Linked DNA regions of Salmo salar: region 2 is linked to region 1. Evidence: chromatin contacts called from public Hi-C data. All regions are on one chromosome and are shown on one strand. The core of a region is the stretch at or near the end of the contact, and the rest is flanking DNA. Distances in the headings are between cores, read along the strand shown. Region 1 holds the start of LOC106562374 (BTB/POZ domain-containing protein kctd15). Region 2 holds the start of LOC106562377 (glucose-6-phosphate isomerase).

What was found. A called contact is a pair of places that touch in the nucleus more often than the background predicts.
Region 2: a contact with region 1 is called in a Hi-C map of muscle, with 2.8 times the contacts expected there. The contact joins the promoter of LOC106562377 here to the promoter of LOC106562374 in region 1. A contact is called at or near these places in 2 of 3 Hi-C or Micro-C datasets (gill and muscle).

Annotation. Positions count from the first base shown.
Region 1 is chrssa11:27,338,170-27,341,009 of Ssal_v3.1, reverse strand. It overlaps LOC106562374 (BTB/POZ domain-containing protein kctd15), which reads right to left and starts at 1,372. Exons shown (of 5, transcript XM_014127225.2): 1 at 1,173-1,372.
Region 2 is chrssa11:27,525,139-27,527,986 of Ssal_v3.1, reverse strand. It overlaps LOC106562377 (glucose-6-phosphate isomerase), which reads right to left and starts at 1,275. Exons shown (of 18, transcript XM_014127233.2): 1 at 987-1,275; 2 at 120-210. The coding sequence starts at 1,105. LOC106562376 (granule associated Rac and RHOG effector protein 1) reads left to right here and starts at 2,042. Exons shown (of 14, transcript XM_014127229.2): 1 at 2,042-2,135.

The DNA of each region.
Region 1 (2,840 bases), core at 123-2,622:
AATATGCCAACAGCATCAACAGACAACAAGGGAAAGACTACAGCCTAGACAAACATTCACACCTTTCCCAGACTGGACAAAACATAGCCCTACTACAAGTGAAGTTATTCCAAATTACCTGGTGTTGAGTATAGTTTGTTCGCTGATACTGCAGGCTATCATACCATGAGGAAATGCCGTATCTTAATATGAATTTAGTCATACCGTTTCAAACATCGTAGGAGTCCGAGGGAATCCGTGCCAGTATCTATCAGTCCCAGCTCATGACTGCGTTCCCCTTTTTCACATGCCCCGAGTTTCGTAGAACTAGAGTGCCATCTAATAGCTGATCCAAGCATTCTTCAAGTAGAATCCGCTCCTTTGGAACAAAACTGCCAACACTGTATCCACAAACTGTTCTAAAACATGTGAATCTACTAGTGAAAGCTACATTGATTCAAAAGAAGGGTCGCTGTGGCTTTAAAGATCTATCTATAGCTGATGCTGGCTGACTTGCTCAGACCAAGCTCTTTCCACAAAAGCGGCACAGGAAGAAGCAAAGCAGCGTTCTTACCTTATACATAGATGAGATCTCTCCTTTCTCTTTTCGGTTCTTATTTGTATACACTTAAAATTTGAGTCGGTCAAAATCCTGCTTCGTATTTTAGCTTCTTGAGTGCCTTTTTGCTTAAATGATACTGCCGGTCTGTTATGAGAAGAAAGACAATAATCCTGTCCCTAAATAACAGAGCAGCGCTAAAAAACGAATTCTTGCTTCGGGCTGCCCAAACGCCTCTGGGGCAAGGATTAGGCTACAATTAGCTCAACTCTACTCGCACCCAGTCAGATTTTAAAAACGAATAAGTGATACTCTCTCCCTGTTACAAAAATGATGTCTATGACCAGATATAATAATGATTGCTAGGTTTTTCGTATTTTCCAGTAAAACATATAAATATACCAGCCCCTGTAACGGTTTAACGTTCTGGTTTGCAGGGGGTAACGGTTAAGTGCTATTCACTATCAAGCAAGTGTCACGTCGCTCAATATATTTAGAGCAGGAAAAAAGCAGATTTTAATCATTGTCATTTCCTCTGATGTAAAATTTCCCCAGGCATTTCCAGCTAGGCATACATTTCCATTCTCCAGTTGAATAAGTAAAACAGGGCACGCTTCCCTAGTCGTGTACTTACAGCTATTATAAAGGCACACTAGTAACTTGTCGACAAAGTGTCAATACAATAATAATATGTAGATATCCTTGGATACTTTTCATGCGGCGATTTTCCCCTGTCCCTTCTCCACTAACGTCTCCAGTAGTAACACCAAATGTCCTGTAGGCCATTAAAACCAAATGACGTCTATCGACATGCATTCTGCTATTGCAGAAAGCGCCCTCACAACCTGCCTCCAGCTAAACGCGCCATTTCAATTATAGCACAGGGCTAGATGATGTCTGCAGTGAAGATTTCCTATGCAAACAGCGAGGCAGACTGCTAGCACAGCTAAAAGATGTTACTAATTTACCGAAAGATGCATTATGTTCAATTAATATAACGGTTTGGCATTTTATTTTTATTTTGTTATATAAAACGCTACTATGCCCCCCAAAATATAAATCAATGTTGCATCACACGTATAGTAGGCTGAAAGGCACCCTGTGGAAGTCACAGTGATATCTCTTTGCTCTTCCTCCTTCCTGTACAGGTGCTCACATAGGCTTGTGATTATTTATTTATTTGCGTGTTTGTTTATTTGCGTGTAAATAACTGTGAATAATTGATGTTGCACTGAACACGGTAATTACTGTAGGCCTACTGTAGAATCCAGACACTCCACCGCGCTCAGCTATTTGGTTTCTTGATATTTGGCGCCAACCAGTGTGGGAAATGATTATTGGTCCAAAGAAAAAAAGAATAGTGAAGGAATACAATAATAATGTGAATTCGATTGCAATAAGGGTAGCCTTTTGTACTCCAATTTAATTGATTGATCGAATTAAAACGCGTCTCGTAGAGGAGGTGGTTTCCAGGTTCATGTCTGGTGATTGGCGCGCCAAACTGAACGGCTAGAAGAATTGGATAGAAATCAGAGCTGCCTTAGGAAGCAGCCCCCCTAACAGGGCAAGATAAACATGCCCTCTGGCATACATTTGTTGTCTTCAGGAGTACAAACTGGAGGCAAGAAGACAGGATTTTTTTTTCTCATTAAAGTAACAACCCTGCAGTTAGTTCAATTACATGAAGTATGCAGGGAAGTTGTAAATTTAAAGATTTAAATAGCTTACAAAGTTGCCCTGGGCCCCATCAGTTAATTTCCTTAATTTATGGATTTTAGAAGTGTGTCTGATGTGAAAAGGAGAAGTAGGTCAGCTTGAAGATTTGCATGTAGTGTAGACTTAATACAGGCCTCATATATGGCCCTCTTGACCACTAGAATAGCAGATTAATTAATATTTGGAGTTCACACACCAATAACAGTGTCAAAATATTGTAATTGAGTCTGTAAACGAATCAAAATGAGATCATTTTTAAACTAGCAGTGTGTTTCCTGAAACAATGATTGCTTATTTATTCAGTGGGTATCAGTCCAACCTTGAATGAAAAAAATCGCACCACTTGACCACTTAGTGAGCTACTGTAACACTCATATTTGCAATGTGTCAGACACAAACATAATCTTCCTTATGATCAAATGAAATAGTATTCCCTTCAAAAGCCTACACACTTCAAGTATTTAATGAAGTAAAATTAAAGTAGCCTACAATTACACAAAGCCAAATGAATATTAATACAGTGCCAGAGACAGTATTGTGAATGTATTCTGCATGATAGATTCTGAGTGCAGTGTACTAACACCAG
Region 2 (2,848 bases), core at 26-2,525, 190 kb before region 1:
GACGCACAGCAGAAGAACACTGTTTTTGTAATGACTGTAGGTAAATGCCAAATACAGTATGGCTATTTGTAATTGATGTGTTATTTGAATCATTATGATATAGAGAAGCAGCCATTTACCAGTTCGACCAACATCTTCATGACATCCTCAGTGATGAGATTCTTAGAGTAATCAATCAGAATGTCTCCATGATCTGTCTTCAGCGTTGTGCTGTTCAGACACAGAACATTTGACAGAGTGAGTGATCTGTTTCCACAGAGATCCTATTAAATGAGGGATTCTATATGTAATTCTGTCTGTTTCTGGATTTAGGTAATTAACTCAATAACCTTTTGCCCACAAGTTACAAAATCAAACAGCCCTTTACCATGAAACAAATATAAATCTGTTTTGTTTCACCACAAGCATGTTGTAGTGAATTTGAGGGGTAGCCCAATTGAAACCTAAACCCACTTATTTATAATTCCAAGGCAAGCAGGGTATCCCAACTCTACTGTTTGCTTGTGTATGTGGAAGTACTTGTAATGCACTTAAGAAGGTTAGGGTTATTACAATACAGACAGCAATACAGACAGACATCAGACAACAAACCCGCACATCACTAGCAGTACATGAAGAGAGTTCAGCCAGAAGTGCTGTGCATTTTTTATGGTGTGGGAGCCCATAAGCTACTCTGATAAAAGGCACTACTTCATATTTTGGGGAAGGAGACAGTTGCACCTGAATGAATTATGTCACTAATGCAATAGCAAAGATCTCAAATTGTACAGTTGTTTTTTATTGGGAGCATCTGTTGATGATGACACATTATGTGCTTTGTCTAAAGGTAGCCTGAAGTGAAGACAACATTTTCTAATGGACAGCATTTTAATTGAAATCACATGTTACACTGGTGATGTTATGTTTTTTTTAGAATAAGGATACTGTGTGTATCTTCAACAAATTAACACGGACAATTTCAAAATAAAAGTCAACCATAAAGATACCTGAATTTGTGGAATCTCTCCTTGTCTTCCTCAAACATCTTCCTCATGTTGAGGTGCAGAGCATGTTCATGGTACCATTTCTCCAGTTTCTGGAAGGTTGGGTCGTGTGTGAGTCCCATGGTGTCGAGAGGTGCTGGGCGCGGTCCTTTCAGCTCAACTACCCTGGTTGAGTGAGACTGTAAGGCGCGAGAGGAGAGGCTTTTGAAGGGCAACCAACCCGCTACACTCGCCCCTCCTATAATAACACGATACTTCGGATCGTGCAGCACAGCCACACATACTGTATCAGTAATGCAGCGTTCAAGACTGTTATGTAGCTAAGTCCATAACATTACCAAACGACTTAACTTACAATTCAAGACATTGAGTAGTTTTACCAAATTCCATGACAAAAGAAACTTCACAAGTCAATTATAAAATAGAGTGACAACAGTATCATTGAATAAGATGAAGTCAACTAAAGTAAAATCTAATTAATAAACTGTAATGTGATACTATTTTATGAAATTATGTTTTTAAACATAGGACCAAGGGAAATGTCAATTCATGCTGAATATTGTATTTCCCGATGATTATTATATTATTAGAACAACGTCAATGTGTGGACCACCTAAGTGCGTCTCGTCCAGTGGGAGACATGTTAGTGTCGAATATTTGTCTCCCTCTAGCGTTTGATAAGTGATACTTCACCTATTCCGTTTAAAAAGACCACTAGAGGGCGGATAACTCCACGGAATATACCTAAATACCTTTGTGTGACAATTCGATTCTTGGAGCAAATTTTTTTTTCTACCATTTCAGTGGGTTTGTTTATAAATACAAATAATCGATTCAAATAATGATGAAATTAGTTATTAAAAGCGTAATGTATTGTTCTTCCATACTTGAATTTGTAACTAATGTCATGCCATGTTATCTACATAAAACATCATATTTGTGATGAAGTAATGCTGTTATAAAAATATGTTTATATCTGAAGCTTTCACCTCTGCATTCACTTCGAATTGGAGGTTTTTGAGTGTGTCTGATCGGTGTGATCAACCGAAGGTTTGTAGTTTAGCTCACGCGCTCTGGTTCATATAGAGAAACGTCATATCCGTTGTATACAGACTTCATTCGATGTCAAGAGGGTGGATGCCTAGCTAGCTGGTAAGTGATGCGCTTATCAACTGTACTTTGATTAAAAAACGTTTTATCTGAAAGCTCTTAACACATTTACTCTCGTTACAAATAACAGTTGTAACAAGGAATACTACCCTACTGTGCCAGTTGTATTAGATTTGTTTGTATTGTGTGCTAGCTTAAAAAAACGTGTCGCAGAGTACTAGCTACAGTACCTAGACAGCTAACGCTAACAGTAGTTGTCGATAACTAGCTAGTTAGCTGTGGTCTTTGGGAGTTCTGTGGCCGTTCAGTAACTACTAACCAGAAACTTACAGTTTTAGCAACAGTTGCTAGAAATTCTAAGTTATTCAAACTATGAATGCTTGGTAGTGAACTGGCTTTTAGTATGTATTTTAAGATATCCCTGATATAATGTAGATGTGGACAAACTAACGTTAGCTAGTGTGATTTGTTTGGTTTCGGGACATTGTTTTTGCAAATATGTTGTATCTTTGCCCTCCCTGCGAGGCAATTTCAAGGAGTGTCTTTCGAGGGTCAGGGAAGGTAGATGGTCAGCTAACTAATGCTAGGTAACTAAGCTAGGTAAACTTGTCAAAGTAGGGGCCAAACATGTTTACAATCGGTAGGGAACCCTAATAATAGTCTATGGTAATTCTGAAAATGTACAGCCTAACTTACTAGTTACCTGGCTGCTAACGTTAGATCTTTGGGTGTGTGACTTATAGGGACTAGTGGTT